3 separate regions of the Gossypium hirsutum genome follow, and all the other regions are linked to region 2. A link is a contact called in public Hi-C data. All regions are on one chromosome and are shown on one strand. The core of a region is the stretch at or near the end of the contact, and the rest is flanking DNA. Distances in the headings are between cores, read along the strand shown.

Evidence for each region. A called contact is a pair of places that touch in the nucleus more often than the background predicts.
Region 1: a contact with region 2 is called in a Hi-C map of leaf, with 1.8 times the contacts expected there. The contact joins the promoter of LOC107950666 here to the enhancer-like site in region 2. A contact is called at or near these places in 2 of 34 Hi-C or Micro-C datasets (both in leaf).
Region 3: a contact with region 2 is called in a Hi-C map of hypocotyl, with 4 times the contacts expected there. The contact joins the promoter of LOC107951929 here to the enhancer-like site in region 2. A contact is called at or near these places in 15 of 34 Hi-C or Micro-C datasets (anther, fibers, hypocotyl and 3 more).

Annotation. Positions count from the first base shown.
Region 1 is chrA02:82,224,577-82,229,074 of Gossypium_hirsutum_v2.1, reverse strand. It overlaps LOC107950666, which reads left to right and starts at 2,294. Exons shown (of 7, transcript XM_016885551.2): 1 at 2,294-3,148. The coding sequence starts at 2,570.
Region 2 is chrA02:82,472,740-82,477,286 of Gossypium_hirsutum_v2.1, reverse strand. No RefSeq gene overlaps it. Among protein-coding and RNA genes, the nearest start is that of LOC107951932, 67 kb to the left of the region's middle. Within about 2 kb of position 3,041, at least 9 of the 9 cell types and tissues checked have an H3K27ac peak or open chromatin away from gene starts, as enhancers often do. A contact at or near this core is called in fibers, hypocotyl and leaf, where this site is marked.
Region 3 is chrA02:82,341,843-82,346,055 of Gossypium_hirsutum_v2.1, reverse strand. It overlaps LOC107951929 (phospholipase D alpha 4), which reads left to right and starts at 2,397. Exons shown (of 4, transcript XM_016887113.2): 1 at 2,397-2,625; 2 at 2,717-3,280; 3 at 3,390-4,213. The coding sequence starts at 2,539.

The DNA.
Region 1 (4,498 bases), core at 1,045-3,544, 250 kb after region 2:
AATCGAATCAAATTTCATTGGTTTGGGTCCAATTTTTCCATCTGATTTTTAATTTTATTTAAATATATCATTTGAAATTCTTTTTACTAACTTAAACATAAATTATTTACTTTTATATTATAAAAAATTAAATTAAATTTTAAATTAAATAAAATTAAAATTTAATTAAAATAATTATAATTTTTTAATTTGCAAACAGGATAACGTAAATTAGACCACCAAATAAATTTAAGTAATAATCAAATTAAATGCTACTTTTTTTTTGATTTTCTTAGTCAAATAGGATGTGTTTAGTATTACTTTTAAGAAACACTTTTAAAAAGTATTTCTAAACAAACGATTTTTTTTAGAGAAAAAAGTGTTTTTCACACGCCAAAAAGCGGCTTAAAAGTACTTTTTTGAGAAGCTGAAAATTTTGGTTTCTCCCTAGAAGTGTTTTTGAGAAGCATTGTTAAACTAAACCTTATATTATCTAGATTTGAACGTAACACTTGGGTTATTTAGATTTAAACGTAACATTTGAGCTTTGTTTGATGGATTATTGAAAAAAATAATTAAAATTTAATATTTTTAATGATTTATTTTTTTACACACATTTGGTAAATCAAAATAAAAAAATTTGATAGACTTGTTGTATAAAAAAAATAATTTTATATTTATTTATTTTAATATTATATTATAATATAAAAATTTACATTAATTTCTTTTGTTTAGAACAAGGTGAAATGTTTAAAAATTAAGGATAAAATATAGAATATAATTTTTATAATTTAAAAATATATATTTCAAATAATCTAGTTATATTCTATAATTAATTTTAAGTAATATATCAAATAAATTTATAACTTAAATTCAGTACTTAATTTTTTAATGTATCAAACAACACCTTGGTGTCAACAAGTACTTAAAACAACATAAACCATTTATCATTACACTAATGGTTACACTAATGGTAAAGTAACATTATTATTATTTTTTAGTTTCTAATTTATGCCGATATTAGGCCATGCAAAATTTAAGCTATATTTTTGCTAATGAGACTTTTGACAATTGTTGATACAAAGTATAGGAAGAAAGAAGAGTAAGGAGGAGTAAGTGGCAGTTTTAAGGAGGGCGAATGATGTGAAAAAGTTGAGAGCTAGAGCTAGGACAAGAGGACAATTGCTTGCCATGAAAAAAATTATCCTCATCCAATGTGTGAAAGACGTACATCGTGAGGCCCATTATGTTATTCATTTAATCAGTACGAGATTGTTATGCCTAACTGGACCTTTTATAGTGTGCTGAGAACGGATGATCTCACCACAAGGTGTTGAGAATGAATGGTCAAGATATAATTTTAGATGGAGTCAATAGGAAAGTCAACGATATTTTTAGCGTAAATCTCTTTACTTTTTAAATTTAAAAATATAAATTCAATTGTTAATATTATTAAATTTTTTGATTTAAGTATGTTATATTATTTTTGGAGATGATCAAGTAAGTATTTTTTATTATTTTAAAATGTTAAACTAGCAAATTTAAGAAAAGAATATAAACATAATTAATAATGAGACGTGAATGTTGAAATTAGAAAAATTGAAATATTAAATTCTTAAAATAAATATATAAAAAAGTAAGGGAAGTATGCATATTTTAATCTATTATATTTAAGGACCAAAACCGAAACACAACAATCCCTTTGACTAGCATATTGGGTGGGCAGTACCACTTAGATCATTTTCCTTAATCAACGGCTTTAAAAATTAAAACTACTTAGCCAAAATTTACTAGTGTAAACTATTTTAATATTTTTATTTACTTCACTCACATCACACACGTTAAATTATTATTTTAAATAAAAATTTTAGGTTAAATAATACAATTAGTTTTTATATTTTTTTCGTTTTGAATAATTAAATTTTTTTTCTTTTATGTTCTTTTAACTTCTTTTTTTTTTCTTTATTTTTCATTCTCTTTTGCTTCTTCCTTTCTCCATTTTTTTGAAAGTAGTTTTTCTATATTTTCCATTTAGTAAAATTAGAGGGGAAGAAGAAAAGGAAAATAAAGAAATAAAAAGAAAAAAAGTAAATTATTTTAAAAAATAAAAGTATAGGGACTAGTTTTAACATTCCACCTTGGCTTATCGTATCATTAACGGCTCAGTGACTAAAATGTTACAACACGTTAATATAAGTAACTAAATCGTAATATTTCAAACATAAGTGACTAAAATGTAACTTTGGGTAAACAAAAGTGATATTTTGGTAATTTACCCAATTTATTATGATTATATTATCCCAAAACCATTATCGTATTACACAATTACAAACACTGCCTTCGCCTTTGCCCCTCTCGTTTTGAACCATTAGGAGCAACGTACAACAGAACATCCAACACTTCTATATCTTTCTCTTTGTTCCTGCTTTTTTTTTTGCCAGTCCTGATGACGCGTTTTGATGGCGGCTGAACCTTGAAATATTATTCCTCTCTAGTTTTTCTTTCATTCATTCATTCATTCCTTTTACTTTTCCTTTTTTTTTTATGTTTAGTTTTGTTTCATAAACTAAAAAACTAATAATCCCTACAAATGTTTTTCGTCTGCTTTCTCTTCTCTTTCGCTCTCTCTTTCCTGTTCTTTTTATTTTCTTTCTACTATAAGAAAAGGCTCCATAAGCAACAACATCCACAAGACGAACAAGGAAAATCCCAGAATGAACCGGCCCTTTCCAACCCTTCTCTCTCCCATAAAAATGCCCAAACTCGGGAAAACGATTCCACCCAATTTCCCCATTCGCTTCTGCTAGAGATCTTGCCTTCTGATTCTACACAATGGGCTGATTTGTTTACAGGTGAAAGCCATCCTAGGGAAGAAACGAGGCAAGTTGGGTCGGTTCGAGAAGGGGACCTGTTTGAATCTCAAAGCGCGAAGAAGAAAAAGAAAAGAGGAAAGAAGAAGAGATTGGATTCCAAAGGCGAAGAAGAAAATGAGGAAGACAGAAAGAAAAGGGAAGAACCAGGTCAGAGTTGTTCGGGTTCTCAGGTCAAGCCCCAGCTGGTTTGTTTGTACCCTTTTACATCAACGAGTAGTGCAACGCAAAGGAAGATCAAGCAACAATACGATCAGCTTGTTAAGTGTCATGGAAACAAAGGATTGACATTAGCTCAGGTTTGTTGAAGTTCCACTTTTTTCTTGATGTTCTTTAATCTATTGATTAACTTGACAAGTACTAATAAAGGCTACCCTTTTTATAATTTGTATTGAATTATTGTAGTTTAAGATTTTTGCTTTTGAATGTTGCTTTATTTTATGGGTTATCTTGATAGTAAAGAAAGTCCCATTGTTGCTTCTTAGTGTAAGATAATCAAGTCCTTTCTTATTTCAAGCAATAGTTTAAATTTGTATTCTTTGCTTTCCATCAAGGTTAAGACTTATCCAATTTGAAATTATTTGAGTTTGTGTTTTTTTTTTTGTTCAACAAGATGAATGAAGAGAATCTGAAACTTTTAGCCTGAATTAGGACACAGAATAATCAATTGAGGTAATAGGAAACAAGGTTTTTCTTTGGCTGTTTAGTTAAGATGACCCCTTAAACCATGTGGATGGCCTCTTCATGGGGATCTGCTCTGTAGAATTCATTATTTATTGAAGTTTTGTCATTTCAAATGGATTAGATGACGCTCTAAATTAAATTGCAGGTTAGATGAACTAAATCTGTGTATTTCCGAAAAAAAGAACTAGATTGAAGGCAGTTTTGTTTACCTGCATTTGAGATAATCAGAAATGCTTGTGTTCTCATCTTTCTGGGGCTATGATCATAATATACTTATATGTCTACGGAGGTGATTTGAATTAGTCTCTGAAGAAGCATGAGTCAATTCTACAAGTATTCTTTAAAGAAGCTGGGCCTCATATAAAGTTGCTAGTACAAGAAGGTCATGGTGAAATTTTCATCTTTTCTTGTATGTTATAAAGGATGAGCCTAGTTTAAGGTATCATAGAATAGTATTTAATTGAGGGACTTGAGGATTTTGGTAAAGTTTGGTGGGGCTAGTTTCAAGTTTTTAGTGGTAGATTCTGGCGCTTGCTTCTCTGCAGACAATGTGCTGGAAGCATCTAAGGACTTCAAATCAATTGGCAAAATAGATATTATTGTTCTAGAGACTTAGATGAGCAAACGACAAAAGTATTTGGTAGAAATTTTTCAGCTACATAAGAAAGTAATTATATCGTTTCTGTTACTTGGAAATCGATCTGAAACGTAAAGTTGGCATAAGGTAGGAATATAGGCTATTTCAAATTTGTATTGAGTTTGTCTGGCACATTTTATGCTGAGAACGAGATTCAATTGTACCAATGTTAATAAGAAGTAGTAAGGCTTAAAACTTGACACCAACTCAAGGCTCTCAAACTTAGGCCTGATTTAAGCTGATATCTTGCTGGGATTCCCAAAATCCAACATTATCTTTTAGATGAGTTTTTATGCTTGAATAAGGTTGACTGCCAGACAGATGCTAG
Region 2 (4,547 bases), core at 1,792-4,291:
CAAGCAGCCTTTGGATCGCTAAAGCAAGTTGTATGCCAAGCACCAGTGTTGTCTCTTCTTAATTTTAATGAAGAGTTCTGCATCGATACTAACGCATGTGGTCAAGGGGTTGGGGCTGTGTTACACCAAAAAGGGAGACCCGTGGCATTCTTCAGTAAGGGACTAGGGGTGAAGCATCAAGTGCTTTCCATCTATGATATGGAAATGCTTGTAGTTCTCATGGCAGTCAAGAAATGGCACACGTACTTGGTTGGGAAGAGGTTTCAAATTAGGACTGATCACCAAAGCCTAAAGTTTTTAGCAGATAGACAAGCTATTACCCCATTCCAGCAAAAATGGGTAGTCAAAATGCTGGGATATGACTACTACATCACGTACAGGAGGGGTGCACAAAATTTGGTAGTTGATGCCCTATCCATAAAATCTCAAGAATCAGTGGGACAATCGTTACAATGTATATGAAGCATTTCATGGTCAGAATTATGGGAAAAAGAGTTAAATCTGTCTTAGTTGATTCCAAGCTACAACAACTATGCATCGAGCTCCAAGACAACCCTCAGAGGCACCCGAATTACTCATGGGATTGTCAGATATTAAGAAGAAAAGGGAAGGCAGTCGTAGGGAATGATGAAAGCCTTAGGAGGGAGCTATTCGAAAGTTTTCATAGTAGTTCATTGGGAGGTCACTCAAGAGCACACACTACCAAGGTTAGAATGTCCAGACAGATATATTGGAAGGCTCTAGCTAAGGATATAAGGAAATGGGTTAGGAAATGCCCTGTTTGTCAACGGTGCAAGGCAGATTTGGTAGCCTCTCCTGGTCTTTTACAGCCTCTACCCATTCCTCTCGTGTATGGCAAGCTATCAGCATGGATTTCATAGAAGGGTTACCTACTTCCCGCAACAAGAACACCAAATTAGTGATAGTCAATAGACTCACAAAGTATGGGCATTTCATACCCTCTCACACCCTTTCATAGCCATCACTGTCGCCCAAGAATACTTGACACATGTTTATAAGCTACATGGTATTCCTGAGACAATCGTGTCAGATCAGGACAAAATATTTGTGAGCAATTTCTGGCAAGAACTCTTTAGAACGTTGGGGTCTAAACTGTGTTTATCGACAGCATATCATCCCCAAACGAATGGATAGACTGTGGTTCTGAACCGATGCCTAGAAGGCTATCTAAGATGCATGGCTGGTGAATGTCCTAAGGAGTAGGTGCAATGGTTACCCTTAGCTGAATGGTGGTACAACACCACACACCATTCAGCGATTCAAACCACTCCATATGAGGCCTTTTATGGCCAAGTCCCACTCTAAAACTTACCGTATCCAGCTAGTTCTTCTAATGTAGCTACAGTAGATCGAAGCTTGCAAAACAGAGAAGCTATGAGGAGGCTTCTTCACTTTCATTTGAAGAGAGCTCAAGAGAGAATGATACAGCTTGCCAACAAGAAGAGGTCAGATAGGAGTTTTGAAATTAGAGATTGGGTATACCTTAGGTTGCAGCCATACCGACAACACTCACTCCGGAAGCTAAAGAATCACAAATTGTCACCTAAATACTTTGGACCCTTCCTTGTGGAAGCCAAAGTGGGTTCAGTTGCTTACAAACTAACTTTGCCACCGGGATTAAGAATTCACCCTACGTTCCAGGTCTCCCAGCTCAAAAGTTACATCGATAAGACACCACATTCGCCTATGCTGCCTGTAGTAGGGACTGATGGTACCCTCGACAAAGAACCATCAAGAATATTGGAAAGAAGAATGGTTAAGAAGGGCAATCGTGCGACAATAAAGGTGCTGGTTGAATGGTTCAACACCTACCTTGAAGACTCAACATGAGAGGATCTACAAGCATTACAGAAGCGATATCCTAATTTTCATCCTTAAGGACACGGATCCTGTTCGAGAAGGGAGTAACTGATACAGACCAAAATGGAAGGCCATGGTTTCAACTCTGTTTATTTCACACTATTTTTAATTTCTAATTATCATGCGTCAAACGCTGCGTTTGTCTGTTTTGTTTTCTTTAAATGGTGAGTTTTGTCCTGTTTGTATTGACACTATCTGTGTGTTTGTGCTGCACTCTTTTAACCCCGTATCACAGACATGAGGGGTATTATGAAAAATTGAATTATTCTCCCTTCTTGGTTCTCTTATCTCAACTGCTTTCATCTCTTCCTCTCTTAGTTCTTTCTTCTTCATTTCTTGTTCTTCCAGTAACGTTACCGACGGTATCATCTTCCACATTCCAAAACTTAACCAAAATAACTCCTTCTTTTGTCACCACAAAGTTAACCTCCTCTTTTGTGTACCAGATTGACTTGAATACTCGATACATAGCTTCATGATTAACCTTTTCAATGGACAATATTTTTCCTATAGCATAAGCCTCGAAACCCTGGGAAATGTTGGAGCCCGAATTTGTGTAAAAGATCTTTATTCTTTCTTCCTTCAAGGAATTTAATTTTTTTAATAGTCTGTTAAAATCCTATTCTATACTGGCACCCAAAGGAGACCCCAAGAAAGGATGAAAAAGCACAACCTGACTCAGGAAATTGAAAAACCACCACTCGAGATTCAAGAAACATGATGAATACTCCAACAATCTCTTTCATTCATAGAAACAAGAGAGAACACAATGTTTCATTCCATAGCCTGACAAAAGTCAACAGAGGCACAAAGGCACAGAAACAGGGCCAAGACCTAACAACGCTGAAAGCCACAAGAAAAGCTAAGAATCCTAATATAAACATAAAGCCAAAGAAGATAGAATTACACTAGGAAAAAGTACAATTATTTAATATTTATTGTAAAAAAGTCAAAAGATTTATTAATGGCATCCATGTAGAAGATGACAAAGAACCACGCAAGGTTAACGTAAAGAACCATACAAGAACCACATAATTTTTAAAAGAACATAAAAAAATTACTTAGAGAACAACAAAACTTATCAAGAAACTCTATCAACCAGGACCTAGATGCAACTTAGTCGATTCATAGTCATTCACGTACACAACAATCATACTTCCTCGAGCGGCCCGCCACTGTACCTAAAATGAGATCACACCGTTTGTAGGACCCACCCACCACTAACACTACAAAACAACCATCCAATTATCCTAAACAAAAGAATAAAGATGGACTCCACACACCGGAAAACAAGAACCAAATGTCTCGCAATATTTTTTTTAAGGTTTAATAATCTTAATCAAAGTATATAAGGAATTAAAAAGGAAAAGATGAGACCATTTTTAATCATCTTCATCTTTATCACGATAAGGAAAATGAAATTAGGGTTCTAACATTTTTCAAGTTTTGTTCTTTCAATTGGTAAGTGATTTCAAGCTCGTTTCTTATAATTTTTATGTTTTTGAGATTCTGAGAGCTTGGTTTAGCTAGCCTAGAGACTATTTTGAAAAAAAAATAAATTTTATAAAATTTACAATTAATGTATTATTGAAGTTTTTTTTTTTGGTTATTTGGTTAGATTTGAAGTTTAGATATGAAGAAAAAGACTTGATTTGTAAAATAAAAGTTACTAGTTTTGAACTTAGGGACTAAAGTGTAATAATTTTGAATTTTCATGAAATTTTTATAAATATAGGTTTTAATGGGCTATAGGAGGATGGATTTGAGATCAATTTCGAAATCAGATCTCAAATTAGAAAGTTATAACATTTTTTGTTTTATGGACTAAATTGAATAAAATGTAAAACATGAAGTATTATTCGATAGATTAAATTGAAATGTCATATGATTTAGATCGAGATTTACAATAACTAGTGGATATACGAGGAAAATAGAAAATTACTAAATAATCCCTGATGGCTAAACTATTGCTGTTTTTCCAGGTAAGTTCATACAATATAAACAAGTTTAAGTTGTTGTTAAGTTGTGTCTAAATGCATATATATGTTCTATTGAAAGTTTGGATTGTTTATGAATTAGTACATAGTTAGAGGTTGATTTTTTATGATCCCGAGCTCCAGCATTTGTGGTGAACTCGAAGATACATCAGATACAAGTTTAGCTCATATGAGTAACTTGATGTCGTTTTACTAGTTTACCTAGACGGGTAACCTTACATTTATATACAGCCCTACCAAGGCTACCAAGGCTATTTATTGTGTCGATAAAGGTTTAGTCCGGATGGGTAATCTAACACTGATGTATATAATTAGCTCGAACGAGAATTAGATCTGATTTGCACCTGTGTATTTAGTTGTTTTACGATGTTTCATCAAGAACAATAAAAGATAAGAAAGATGGAATTATGATATCTATATGGGCAAATGATGGATATGAAATTCATATAAAGTATGTTGATTTGACCTTGGTACATTGTCATTTAAGTTTCAAAGTATGATTGTAACACCTCAAACCCAGCCTAGACGTTATGGCCAAATCTGGTGTTGTTTCATGATAGTGCTTTTGATATTGTACTTGACGAGTAAAAATCGCTTCAGTTACTTAATCTTTGTTATGATTAAAACGTATCTCTTTTTCGCGGAAGCTTTGAAAACATACAATTTTAG
Region 3 (4,213 bases), core at 1,148-3,647, 130 kb after region 2:
TCAGCACAGTATTTTGTGACAGTCAGAGTGCCATCTTTCTTACAAAAGATCAAATGTTTCATGAGAGAACAAAACACATTGATGTTCGGTATCATTTTGTTAGTGATATTATTGCTCGTGGTGATATTGTTGTGAGCAAAATTAGTACTCATGAAAATCCTGCAGATATGATGACTAAGTCACTTCCTATAACCAAGTTTGAGCATTGCTCAAACTTGGTTGGTGTTCATTGTTGAAGTTAAACCCTTAAGGGGTTTTATGGAAGAGGTGAAGAAATTGTTTATTGAAAGTTCGCGATAAAGAACTTGTTCATTGAGAATTTGTGTCAAGGTGGAGATTGTTAGAATTAAGTGACCCAAATTCTTATTTAAATAAAATACGATGGAAAATAAAATAAAAGTAAAATCCATATAGAACTAGACTTCTTTTATTTTATTTTAGAATAAGGTTTTTAAACCTTATTAAACTTCATCTATTTTATATTGATTAGGATAAGGTGTTTCAATCCTACTAGAATATGGCTTTACAAGCCTATAAACAGACATAGTCTATTCCTCTTGTATTGATTCAATTTTTCGACATAGTGAATTTTCTTCTCCTCTGCCCGTGGTTTTTTCCCGAAAGGGTTTCCACGTAAAATTTCTTTTTTTATTTTTTTATTTTATTTTTCTCACCTTTCCATGTGGCCAAATTGTTTGCAGGCTCTACATTGTATGTTAGGCCTGAACCAACAGTATTTCTCCAAGTGCTCTTCTTGAAATGAGAACAAGGTGGATGCTTCATTTTTCCACTATCTCTCTTTTGCTTTTCACTCCAACTCTTTTTTTCCTTATTGTTTGAGGAGCTCGAGCCTTTCTTGCGTCTAGCTTAGAATACATTTTAAAGACTTAAAAATATTTAATATTTCAAGGCATACTTTTTTTTTGTTCTACGTTGAGTCTTGACGATAAAAAAGTAAGCAAATTAAACTTTAATAGTAGACTTTGAATCCAATTAAAATCTATTAATAGCAAACTTTGAAAGTGGATCTTATTTTCCAAGTATACAATAGGTACATAACCAATGACTCTTCATAAATAAATTGTCTCTCTTCTTAAAAAGTTCTTGGAAATTCTTGATCTTTTCTTGTCTTCTTCATTTTTTCACTTTTGGTAGTGAGAAAATTTATTACGATAATCCCCCGTGACTATTATTATAGTCCAATTTTCTACATCCACATTAAAGATTATATCTTTCGAATTTATTACATATTGTTACATTCTCTCCAGGGTATGGTTAGGTTTCTTGGTTAAAAACTTTTGTTCAATCATAAGTAAAAAAAAAATCATGATATTGCTACCATAGAAGCACATTTGAATCTTCAAAAAATTTGATCATCCAAATAGCATACATACTATAATTTAATAAAGGAATCTTAGTTTAAAAGAAATATTAAATTAGTAATATTTTTTCATAAAATAATTTTACAAAAAATCAATCAACAAAGGAGAAAAATATACCACGTAAGGATTATATAAATTTCTTTGAATAAAAGGGTATAAAAAAAATTTAGAGATTCATGTGTACCTGAGTGGTTAAAGGCTCTAATGATTACCCATAGTGCGCAGGCCTCAATTAAAATAGCAACAACTCTAAGAGGCAATCGACAATAGTAAATTTTTGGATATTTTTGTGACTTATGGAGAAAAACAATTAAAATAGAATCGTACTGATAGAGAATAAAGAACAATGAAAATGTGGGAAGCAATAAAGAATGTATTTTATTGATGAATGGGAATATTTACAAAGCTTCTCGAAAATCTCTATTTATAGGCATAAAAAATAAAAATAAAGAAAAGATTTACTTCTAATGACTTAGAATTTAAAGTAGATCAAAACTGATGTTGATCTTGATGGAGATCTACTTAATAAGATATTTATAATAAATTTTTTATTTATTAAATAATAATTTAAATTGAATATAATCTTAATGTAACTATCATTTCGACTAATTTGTTAGCCTTCATTAATAACTTGAAAAAACGAAAAGACTTGCGAAATAAAATTGTAAAAACAGGGTAAAATTATCAAATCATCTTTCGTCACCCTTGATATGCTGGTGTACTTTCTCATTGCATCACATGCCGTATTTCCGAAAAAGTTAAATAATAAGGGGTGAAAATGATGTTTCCTTTTTCTCACAATTCCTATACTATTTTCTTTTCAAGTCGTTCAATATCACAATACCATACAAAGCAGATGTTTGTATAGAGATACATACGTCTAAATGAAAGAAGAAATTGTTAAATATTCAACTTGTGATTTGAGTTTTAAGTAAACTTCAACTTGAAGAGAAAAACTTGTTAAAGACTTCGAGGATTAGTAATGGGGAATTTCACAAGTTTCTCCAAGGCAAGTTTCCAATTCGATGTCACCCTATACCTTTAAATACTCAAAGATGGGCATACCCAAAAAACATATCCCATCTTAAAAAACAAAACTGACCTTTACAAGCTTTTTCATCCATCTCTCTTTGTTTTAATTTGGAGGATCATAGCAATGGAGAGTAAGCAAAAGTTCCTCCATGGAACACTTGAAGCCTCCATCTTTGATGCAACACCTTACACACCTTCCTTTCCCTTCAATGTAAGTTGTTTTGGTTTTATTAATTTCCACGATGATCACAATAATTTTGATGTCCTTTACAAACTTACAAGTTTGTTTGCTTGTTTTGAAGTGTATGATTGCAAATGGAAAGCCAACCTACGTTACGATCAAGCTGGACAATAAGAAGGTAGCAAAGACAACCCTGGAACGAGATCGTGTATGGAACCAAACATTTCAAATTCTGTGTGCTCATCCACCTGATTCAACCATCACCATTACAATGAAAACAAAGTGTTCCATCTTAGGCAAATTCAGCATCCAGGCAAGGCAAATACTAATGGACTCAAGTTTGATCAATGGCTTCTTTCCTCTCCAACTTGAAAATGGTAAAACCAGTCCAGAAGTAAAGCTGAGGTTCATGTTGTGGTTCAAACCAGCGGAGTTTGAACCAACATGGGGAAGAGTGATTGACGGTAGAGGATTCCAGGGGCTTCGAAACGCTACTTTTCCTCAACGCGCCGATTGCAATGTGAAGCTTTATCAAGACGTCCACCATACCTCAGCTTTTCAGCCTCCATTTTCTTCCTTCTCTTCTGCTCCAACAAAACTGTGGGAGGATGTATATAAGGCCATTGAGGGTGCTAAACATTTGGTTTACATTGCAGGCTGGTCTTTCAATCCAAATATGGCTTTGGTATTTCAAATCATTAATCCTTTTTTCCTTTTGTTCTTTTTCTTCTCAGATGATTATTGTTGAGAACAACATGAAATCAGAATTTACTCTATAATGTTTTCGAAAACAGGTCCGGGATCCTGAAACAAGTATTCCACATGCAAGAGGGGTAAAACTTGGTGAATTGTTGAAACGAAAAGCTGAAGAAGGTGTAGCAGTGAGGATTATGCTTTGGAACGATGAAACTTCCTTACCATTTATCAAGAACCAAGGAGTAATGAGAACGCATGATGAAGACGCTTTTGCATATTTCAAACACACCAAAGTCGAATGCAAATTATGCCCAAGATTGCACCATAAGTTCCCCACACTCTTTGCTCACCATCAAAAGACCGTGACAGTTGATACCAGAGCCGCCTACGGTTCGTTGATCAACGACAGAGAAATCATGAGCTTTGTCGGTGGAGTTGATCTCTGTGACGGCCGATACGACACCGAAGAACATTCATTGTTTCGAACACTTAACATGGAATCTCATTGTTTCGACTTCTATCAAACCAACATCTCCGGGGCTAGCCTTCACAAAGGAGGGCCAAGGGAGCCATGGCATGACGCCCACGCATGTATCACTGGGGAAGCTGCTTGGGATGTGCTTGCCAATTTCGAGGAACGCTGGAATAAGCAATGTGACCCTTCTTTATTACCGCCTATAAACTCAATACCCAATCTCATACGACAGCCCTTTTCTTCAAGCAACCCTGACGAGAGCGACGACCGGAATTGGAAGGTACAAGTTTTTAGATCAATCGACCATGTGTCGACGAACCAATTGTCTAAAAACTTAACTGTGGAGCAAAGCATCCATGAAGCATACGTAGAAGCAATAAGGCGAGCTGACAGGTTCATATATATAGAAAATCAATATTTCATAGGGGGATGTCATTTATGGGATAA